2 separate regions of the Mus musculus genome follow, and region 2 is linked to region 1. Evidence: chromatin contacts called from public HiChIP or PLAC-seq data. All regions are on one chromosome and are shown on one strand. Each heading gives the region's core, a stretch centred on a gene start, on an enhancer-like site or on the middle of the called end of the contact. The rest is flanking DNA. Distances are from core to core; before and after follow the strand shown.

Region 1 (4,921 bases), core at 1,615-4,114:
TCTTTTTAAAGACCAGAAAACAGCATCCAGAAGGCAAGGAAGGACTTCTGAGTTTCCATGGTGGCAGAAGCTTAGAAGTAGCCGACTCTTAGAAATGGCGTTTCGATCTCTGTCCTCTGTCCTGACGTGGTGTTCAGAGCTCTTGGTTAATGATTACCCTAGGATTAAGTTCCCTTTCAGATTCATGCGCCTGAGCTTGGGGCTTGCAACACGTTCAGTGTCACACAACAGGGGCATGGCCCACAAAAAGAAAGACAGACAAGAAAAGATGTCAGGTGGTTCCCTCACTGTATAAGTGTCGGGATGTGCTTTGCAAATGAGGACAGTCTGCATCCCTTGGCAGTAATAACTGGGGGGGGGGGCTGTTTTCATGTAAGGGGCCTGTTCTAGGCAGAAAAGCTAGTACACAGGGCAGGGCTTCACAGATTTACACACCAGCAAATAACACGTGAGTATATACATATCTGGGTTGAAATGTAACATTAGCTCTTAGTCATTAATATGGTATTCTCATACGTTTTGAAACACGTCTTGACGAAGGTTTACGCTTCTAAAATGACCTTAAACTTACCCCCTAAGGATATGGTTGCCCAGGGGCTCTGCCAGTAGAGATAGTAATTTCTGTGTTCGGCTCCACACTTGTCAGGTGTGGTGGAACTCTGAAACTTACTGGGGCAGGTAAGACATTTGTGTGAGATTTGGCCTGACATGACTTTTAAAAAAAAAAAAAAAAAAAAAAAGAAATCAGCTCGGGTATGCCTCAGTCTGAGACAATGACAGCATACACAGAATACATTGATAGGGTTTAAAGAAGTAGCAATAGTATTTGTACCATCTCCAAAATGTGATGCTTCAACAGGAGTAAGCCGGAAATGCCGAGGCTCCTGGGACACCACATCAACCCGGTGTCCTGCTGCCATTTAGAGTGTGCATCAGCCGTCACCTAGTGTTATTTGGGGAATGAAACAGGTTTCAGTGCTAACATGGAATATGAGAATCTCTGTTCTGATACACAGCTAAATTTTACTATTAGGCAAAATACTGGTAACATTAAACAAAGCTAGATCAGCTGAGAGGACAGTTAAATGGTAGCTTCCTTCCTGTTGGTGTTGGGATGTCCCAGTAGATAATGATCCTGAAACAAAATTTTATTTGCGAATACTTGGTTTTCTTAGTTGGACTTCTCGATTCAGAAAGTATTTGTGGAAACATATAGAAGGTTAAGATAAAAGCTTGTGTTATGGAAGGAACAAGCTTCCATACTTCACATTTCATAACATTCTTAAGTCTATGTTGTAAAGACGAGGCTTCCCCACCATTTGGACTGAAATATCTAGTGAGGATGGAGGAGAGAAGTTGGAAACTCCCAAGGCTTCTGCTTGGTTGCAGACCTGTGGAAATCAGTATGGAGCAAAGAGATACAGAGTGGGGCTGGAGCATGGCTCATGACTGAGTGCTGACTGCTCCAGCAGAGAATCCAGGTTTGAACTGCCAGGGTGTTCGAGGTCCTCTTTTGGCCTCTGACCCTGGTGCACATAAACTCATGCAGGCACATAACACGTTTAAAAAAAATTTTTAAAAGAAATATAGGAAGATGGTGTCATTTCAGATATGTGTCCTGAGTGGGTTTTTTTTAAATCTCAATTTACAGAATTTTTATGTCCACAGAGTGTTGGAAGTAGTTAGGTACTCAGAGCAAGCACCACTTGTGTAGGGCATACATTCACTTGGATGCCTGTTGCCCGAGTCAGGTAGCTGAGTTGGGGAGTCCATGTAGAACTCATTATATAAAGTTGTTGATTTAAAGCCTATAGCGCAGCGCATCTGTCCGGTTCCCGCGCCTTTTCCTCGTGCACATCCTTTGGCAGCGTGTCTTTTGTTTCCCCAGGCACACAATCTTCTAATGCAGCCTGTGAGTGGCAGCCCCTTTGACATAGGTCACCCAAGACCATCAGAAAACACAGATATTTACATTATGACTCCTAACAGCAAAATTACAGTTATGAGGTAGCAACAAAAACTAATTTATGGTTGGGGGTCAGCACAACATGAAGAACAGTATTAAAGGGCCGCAGCATTAGGAAGGTTGGGAACCACTGCTCTGACATAATGTTTGGATTCAGTCTCAAACACTGACTGCTCTTCCTCCGGCATTTGTCAGCTTGGATTTTACCCCTCTAGCATGGAGGTGGGGGTTGGGGGGAGGGCAGGCACAGGCAACTCAACCTGACTCTCCTTTCACAAAAGTTACAGATGCTCTACGTGGGGTTGTCCTGATGACTAGAGTCAGAGAGAAATCACCCAATGGTGTCTGCGGTCAGCAGTGTTAGTTCTCTAGACAGGCAAATGGCCCTAAATGGTAAAGTGCAGGATAAAGACCCAGGATGCTTGGATGAGGGGCACACTCTTGGGCCCCACAGAGGCATCAACACAGGTTGTTCAAGAACACATTGAAACATTTGTTTATGAAGGCTGGGTTACACCTTTGTTTCAGCTCTTGTTAGTTTTTCAACAAAAGTTAACATTTCCTTTTTTATAACTTTCCCACCTCCATGGAATCCCCAAACCATGGCCCCGGCCTCTTAGCCTGAGAGTGTGGTACCTGCCTGCCTGTACCTACTTCAGACTCACCAGCAGTCATATACAGAGAGCAAGCTCTGGCATTGGTGTGGGATACGTTGGTAAATTGCCGGTGTCGACATCATAATTCTCTCTCGCCTGGCGGAGGAGCCAGCTCTCCTTGTGGTTGGCTGTGGTTTCCTCTGGGCTGGGGAGAGTGGCAGGGAAACAACGAACCCTGTCTAGTTTTGACTCTGCCCGGGTGTAATGCATCCTGCGGCTCTCCTGAGATGGGCTGTGAGAGGCTTACCAGAAGGTTGGCAAATGAGACTTCCACACGCCTCAGCACCCGGTAGCCAATGGCTTGCTGAGCCAACATAGATTACCCCCTTGTGGTTTCATTCATCAAGGGGATCCCCGGCTTCATCAGAACACAGCCATGACTCTTCCCTGCCTCCTCCAGAAAAGCAAGTGCGCACATCTTGCCCTAAGAAGAACTCGGGGTGCCCTGGGTAAGCAGAAATGGGAGGGATCCTCCCCTAGTTTCCTCTGTGTGGATTGGGGGTGTTAGGGAAAGAAGCTCAGAGCTGCTTTTCTTTGAGTTTTCTTTTTTTTTTTTTAACCCAACTGCTATTCAGCGTTTCCTTCTGTCTCACCCTCTTCATGTGTAACCCACCTTCATCAAGTTGTACTTTCAGTTTCACATTTTAAATTACAGGATTCCTCTTTTCCTTGTGCATTTGAAAGGTTTTTGTAAACTAAGTAGCCACAGTTACTAAGTTACTAATTACGCCTAGTTCCTGGTTCTAAACCAGTTTTTAGGAAGTTTTTAGGAGGTGCTTTCACAGCTAGGCAGAGGGGAACGATCCCTGTAATGAGTTTAGGAACTGATGGTAACATGTCTGTCCGGCTTGCCCGTCTCAGAGGCCAACCTCGGAAAGAACACTGCTGAATCTTTTCTGGTGAAGTCAAGATCTCTCTTCCCCGTCTGTTGGTCTGTTTTCTGTCGGCCAAGCAGCTCATCCCTGTCTCTGGGCGTGGGCTTTGGTCTGTGTACATTCAGTGTGGTGGCATTTTTCTAGAAGAAGTGACTAAATCTTCTTGGATGAATTCTCTCTTTGAACGAGGTGGTTGGTTGCATCAGAGAGGCATTTACAGTAAATGGCTCCCCCTTCCTGTGCTGGCCACATGCGAAAGAATGCTCTAATTCTTGTTTTGAGGAAGCAGGAGCTATACAGCTCTGAAAACTCCCTGGTCTCATTAAATAGCCAGATTTGAATCTTAAAATTTTTTTCAAGTTGGAATCACTTTGTGCTCCCTAAATAAATGGCGCAGAGAGAGAAAGCTTTCCACTCCCGAATTCTGTCTGGAGCGCCTGATAGTTCCCAGTTCAGAAAGAGGAAATGGCATTGAATATAGATGTAGTGACGAAGGTCTAAAGTAAGTTCTTCACAGCCATTTTGTATTCCGGCCATCTGCTTCTTAGGTGTATGGGTGCTTGGTCTTTGGTGCCCTGGTTCTCAGTGCGATCCCGTAGCTCTTTGCCGAGGTTCTCAGGAAGCAGGTCTTCCCCCTAGTGGAAATGCGTGAGGGCGCTCTGGCTGTTCTTTGAGGGAACTTTAAGGTGCAAGCCCCATACAAGAAAACGTACGCAGTATTCCAAATGAGTTTATGTTAGGTGTTCATGTAGTCACCAATTAGTTTATAATTTTTTAAGCCTAGATTTAACTTTACATTTTTATAATACAAAACTATTTTGTATTTTTGTAATTCACAGAGTATATTATCTTTCATTTTGTTGTCTAACAGTGGTTCACCCTTTTATCTGACTACTTTAAAAACTTAAAAATCCACTTACTTATGTGCCCACGCGCTATGGCACATGCGTGCTGTGCACGTGTGGAAGTCAGAGGACAATATACAAGAGTCAGGTGTGGTTTTCCACCTAACTTTGAGTTCTTGCATGGAGCTCAGGACAGCAGACTTGGCAGTGACTTGCAACATACTGCCATCATGCTGGCCTGTCTGTCAGCTCAAACCCAAGTAAGTTACAAGGGCCTCTTTATTTCTGTATTGAAATATAAATATTTTACTTATACATTGCTTTTCTCCTTTATATTGAATTTAGGGAATTGCCCTAGCCTTTTAAAAGCTATTTATACACTTGTTGATATTACTGTTGAGTAGTATTTTGGAACAGTACCACGTGATAGAGCTTATTATTATTATTTCATTAATAGAAAGGGGGGCTTTGGAGGCCAGGGCCATTGCTCAGTATAAAATAGGGAGGAATGTACTGCTGTAATCCCAGTGCTCCTGTGGAAACGAGTCCCAGCCGCTAGCCTGGCACATAAAAATGGGC
Region 2 (5,141 bases), core at 2,400-4,899, 210 kb before region 1:
CATTACCTAAGTCTTCATTGTTCGTAAGAACTGACTTCAGGGTGAACTCCTCCATACCCTCTTCCAAACACAGTTAGCTTCCATTCACCAGGTCTCTCTGTTCTTATAATCTGCCCCTTTCCTTACACCTGGGTACTCACTGTCCATTTTTCATTTCTCTTGGACCAATGGCCCTGCTCTACAAAAAGAGCACGGGGTGAGAACAGTAACCTCTGGTTTGGGTTTGGGTTTTCCTTTGTAGAGACCCCATCCCATGCAACATAGTGTGGATGCAATTGGCCCCCAGTTTTCTGAGACCCCTCACCTAAGTGGAGGCTTAGACAGAAACGAAGTCCACTTTTTGGAGAATAGGGTGGCATTTAGCACCCACAGTATGTAGCTAGAATGAGATACTGTAGACCTTGCTTGATAAGAGCCCTGACTTCCTGGGCAGGTTAGAACTCCTAGCACAACAACCTAGGTTGGACGGGGGCGGGAAGGGAGGGGGCAGCTTGTGGTTCAGATGCTGTCAGCTCCCTCTTTGGCTGAACTTTAGTAGATTTTCTTCAATAAATGATTATTTGCCATACACCCTTAGGGAACCTTCCAGAGACTCTGAATGATTGCTTTCACAATATGAATGTTTTGTTGACAGGGGACTGTACAGCTCCTCACAGCATCACTCTGGAAATTGCCTCCTAATAGGATCTTAATAGCTATAAACATTGTCTTGACTGTTAATAATGTCTTCCTGAGCTTCCCTCCAGGGTTCAGGCTCTGATAAATGGAAGTGGATTTGGAGACAAAGTATGCTTGACATCCCAGACCAAATGAACAGGCCTTGAGGACTGCACAGAAGACCACAGATACTGACCAAACCAAACCAGAGCATCTGTGAATTCCTAAATGTCTTCCTGGTGTTTAGAGTGATGGTACATAAGGCAGTCAGCCCCCTCCTACTTGAGTTCTCAGGAATGGTTTATTACAGTATTTCTCACTAAGTTTCCCCAAACATGGTGTGAGACTTAGATTGGATTTTTACAGTAGAACAGTTCTCATCAAATCAGCCCTGTTCCTTCTCCTTTGTTATTAGCACCATATATCCTTGAGGTGTCTGCTTGAACTTTAGGGATTAAAGTAGCCCCTGCTACTTAGGAGCTATGAACTACAGACTGAGCCTTGGCCTAGATGATTGTGAGGGTTAGTGTTGTCAGCTTGCAGACATCGAGAATCACCTGGAAGATGGGCTTCTGGGTGTGCCTGGGAGACACTCTTAGTTAGATCAGTTAAGATGAGAAGACCATTGTGGGTAGCACTATTCCCTAGGCTGTGTTCTAGAATGAATGAAATGAGAAAATGAAACTGAGTACAAGCATTCATTAATGTCTTAATTTGTGAAAATTAGGAAAACGTGATTGTCTAGCAGCATCTGCTGTTCTACATTTAAATAATGTCTCATGATCTGATAGGTTATCCATCCCAAGTAGTCAGGCTTAAACACTTGTATATACGAGCAACACTATATGTACTCAGTAACTCCTATGAATGTGTATCTGTATATTGTGCACACATAATATACAGTTACATATACATATGCATAGTAAAGAATAGGTCATGAATTTGAGAGAGAGTGGAAGGCATGGGAGACTCTGGAAGTGAGAGAGAAACGGGTGGAAATGATGTAGATTCAGAACTCATTTATGAGATTATCAAAATATTTAACATAAAATATATTTAGTACCAAACAAATAATTACAAATATTTATTACGTGGAATATAATCTTTGTAATATATACACATTACAAAACAGCCAAATTGAACTGGTAAACATGAATTACTTAATGCAACTGTCAATTTTTCTATGGTGATAAGATACACAATTTGCTGTGTTCTGGTCTTCATATATAGATGCATAAGAGCAACAGTAACTCGACTCCGTGGGTTATTAAAAAACCAAGAGGAAGATGTTTAGTCAGCAGGAGGAACTGTTGGGGAGCCCTGAGGAGATTTGGAGGGCAGGGACTGGGATGGATATATTCAAAACATTGTATACATGTATGAAATTCTTGAAGAATAAATTTAAAGTATAAAAATGTGTCGTCTCTCTCAAGCACTAACATTATTTTCTCATTTAAACTGAAGCTGGTTTCTAGATCCTCCCACGATTATGTCCTACTAATTTTGGAACTTAGTTTTCCTTTAACAAGACTCTGCAAAGACCCCATGGCCTTGACATAATTTATACTGACTTTTTAGCATTGCTTACAGCCCTTCAAATACCTTGCAGACAAAAGGAGTCGGTTCCATAAGAGTTAAAATCAATCTCCTCCTGAGATCAGGTTTATCAAGTTCGCCCTTTATGAGAACACCTGTCGCCCCATGTCTGAAATAATAGCAACTGACCAAAACAAGCTTAACCCAGTTTTCTCACCAACAGTGACCTAACTGTATTAGTTATCTCATTACTGTGACAAAACGTTGACAGGCAACTTAATGAAGGAAGGGCTTACAGTTCTAAAGGACACAGTCCACAAGGATGGGAAGGCACAGCAGCAGGTGCTTGAGGTGGGCGGTCACACTGCACCCACAGTCAGAATGCAGAGACAGATGGATACTGTGTTTAGTCTCAGATGATGCCAGCTCCTGGGGTGGTATCACCTGCCTTGAGGGTGAATCTTCCACTCTCAGTAAAGCTGATCTAGATAACCTCTCACTGACAGAGCCAGGCTGATTCTAAATCCCACCAAGCTGACAATTAAGATTAACAGTCACACTAACCATCATTCTGCCAGCAGAAAACTCTGCAGGAAGACCATACTGTTCAATATCTTTAGGGCATGCTATATAATCTGTTGTCCCCTGTAGGAGGCTTGGTCCCCAGTGTGGTGGTAATGAGGTGGTAGGGCCTAGCAACAAATAATCAGAGCTTGGGGACATTTCCCATGTAAGCAGATTGATGCTGCTTTACTGAATCCCACCTTGCCATGTGACCTCCTCTACATGCACATCCACCGTTGTGAAGCCATCTACAATGAGGTCCAACAGACCAAGCACATGCCAGTATCATGCTCTTGAGTGACTAGACTCCTGAGCTAAATAATACAGAGTATCCTGCCTCCAGCATTTTGTTATAGTAACACAAAATGACCTGATGTATAGTCTAATGGGGAGTTGTTACTTAACCAAAATAAAATTTTGGAAGTAATAATAATGAAGGATGCACAAAATTGAAAGCATACTTTTTAAAAACTGTGCCACTCGGACCCCACTGCTGACATATTCCAAGCTCATGCTGTGCCAATGGCCTACACCCCCAGTCCAAGATCATGTGTGATCTTTATGCCATTAAATTGTATATTTAAAAATGTCCAGTGATGACACACACCTTAAATCCCTATACTGGGGAAGCAAACGAAGGCAGATCTCTTATTTTGAGGCCAGCCTGATCTACAGAGTGAGTTGCTGGACAGGTGGGGGCTGTTACACAGAGAAACTCTGCCTGGAAACAAACAAACAAACAAACAAACAAACAAACAACCCCCCCCCCAAAATATCCAAAGGTAAACTTCATGCTATGTCTATTTTAACACACACACACACCACAAATGTGAGTGTCATTGCTGCTGGCTTCCTTTTTGCTAGTGTTTGCTTTGAGATAGAATGTCACGTGGCTGCAGCAAGCTCTGAGTCACTCACCACCTGACCCCCATCTCCTAAGCTCTGGAAGCTTCCCTCTGTGCTCTCTGTGAACAGTAATTTTCAAAATGCTTCCCAATATCCAGTTTGGGGCTCTGCCAGCATCTGAATTTTTTTCCAGAGCCAGGCTTAGGTTTCCTGAATATTTTTGCCATTCCTATGACAAATGAAAAGGAGATTAGCTCCCCCAGCTGCTGTCTGTGTCTCTGTCAGTCGGAAGAGATACGGAGCTACTTGAGAGCTCAAGGATCCAGAACTACTTGGGCTGGGTGTCTGCATATTTAGAGTTAGCCTGAATTGGTGTCTGCTTCCTTGTGCTCTTGCTAAGTGGGAGCTAGCAGGATCCTGATTTGTTAAACTTAATCCAGAATTATGACAACAAAACCTCAATTAGCTGCCAATACTTTGGGCATCTTTTCCTGATCGATAACACCTTTTTCCTGTTAGCTCGATACAGCCTTGTGACCCAAGGCTCTGGAATGGATCAACACGCCTACGCCTGCACACAGCTCTGTGTCTCCATGGAAACAGCTTGTCAGGCCCTGCTTGGCTGCAGGTACTGAAGACCTCTCATTTGCAGCCTGGGTTCCACACAGATTCGGTCTTAACAATCTGGCAGGTGTTAAGAGCCCCATCCTCTCTAGCTGCCAGGGTCTGACCTCAGCGTGAAACCTTTCTGCATTGCATGGCGAAGTCCCCAGCTCCAGTGACATATAGGTGGTCCTCAGGGGGAATGGAAGGGTCTCTGCCCTAGGCTCCTCCCAACAGGTCTTCCTTCCTTGCCATTATCCCTCACCTCCACCCACAAAAGCCTGGAGTCATCCGAATGCCTCTGGCCTTCCCGGGAGTGCTTCTCAGACCCTCCTCTCTGCATCCCTGCTGCCCCTGGCAAGCCTGGACCCATATCATTTCCTTTTCGAGGTACTGTAATTCCTCCACACTGGCCCTAGGACTACTGGGCACCCATTTTCCATCGTGCAGTCACTTTCTGGAAACATATCATAATAGCATATCATAAAAAGAGGCTTTGGAGGTCAGGAGATGTAGGACAGAGGGAGACTGAATAACAGATACGGGCTAGAAAGCAATGATAACATAACAGGGTGAATACAGTTTGTACAACTTACTCCACACTTACAAAGAGCTAGAAGAGAGGCCTTTGCAGGCTCCAGACACAAAGACATGACAGATGTCCAAGAAGACGGAAAGGCCAATCCTGCTGACTTGATGTGTGCACACTGCATGTATGGATCATGTGATGTGTGCACATTGCATGTATGGACTGAATCATCACACTCTACCCTATAAACATAAACAGTTATGACATGCCAATTAAAATAAGTTAAAAATAAGATATCAGAGCCCAAATGTCAAAACTTGAATACACTCATCAGATTTTTTTCTTTTGTGTGTATTAATTCCCATATAATGCAATGCAGAAGGAATATAACTTGAGTACTCCAAGA

The links. HiChIP or PLAC-seq counts read pairs in DNA pulled down with a chosen protein or histone mark.
Region 2: an HNF4G HiChIP or PLAC-seq map of pancreatic cancer cells shows a contact between it and region 1. The contact joins two enhancer-like sites. A contact is called at or near these places in 2 of 115 datasets of contacts at active chromatin or transcription factors (bone marrow-derived macrophages and pancreatic cancer cells) and 1 of 9 other capture datasets (embryonic stem cells).

The regions. Positions count from the first base shown.
Region 1 is chr6:31,124,599-31,129,519 of GRCm38.p6, reverse strand. The region is part of intron 3 of Lncpint (long non-protein coding RNA, Trp53 induced transcript); the gene reads left to right. Among named protein-coding and RNA genes, the nearest start is that of Mir29b-1, 64 kb to the right of the region's middle. Within about 2 kb of position 2,864, at least 247 of the 459 cell types and tissues checked have an H3K27ac peak or open chromatin away from gene starts, as enhancers often do. A contact at or near this core is called in bone marrow-derived macrophages and pancreatic cancer cells, where this site is marked.
Region 2 is chr6:31,338,644-31,343,784 of GRCm38.p6, reverse strand. No RefSeq gene overlaps it. Among named protein-coding and RNA genes, the nearest start is that of Mkln1os, 58 kb to the left of the region's middle. Within about 2 kb of position 3,649, at least 61 of the 459 cell types and tissues checked have an H3K27ac peak or open chromatin away from gene starts, as enhancers often do. A contact at or near this core is called in bone marrow-derived macrophages and pancreatic cancer cells, where this site is marked.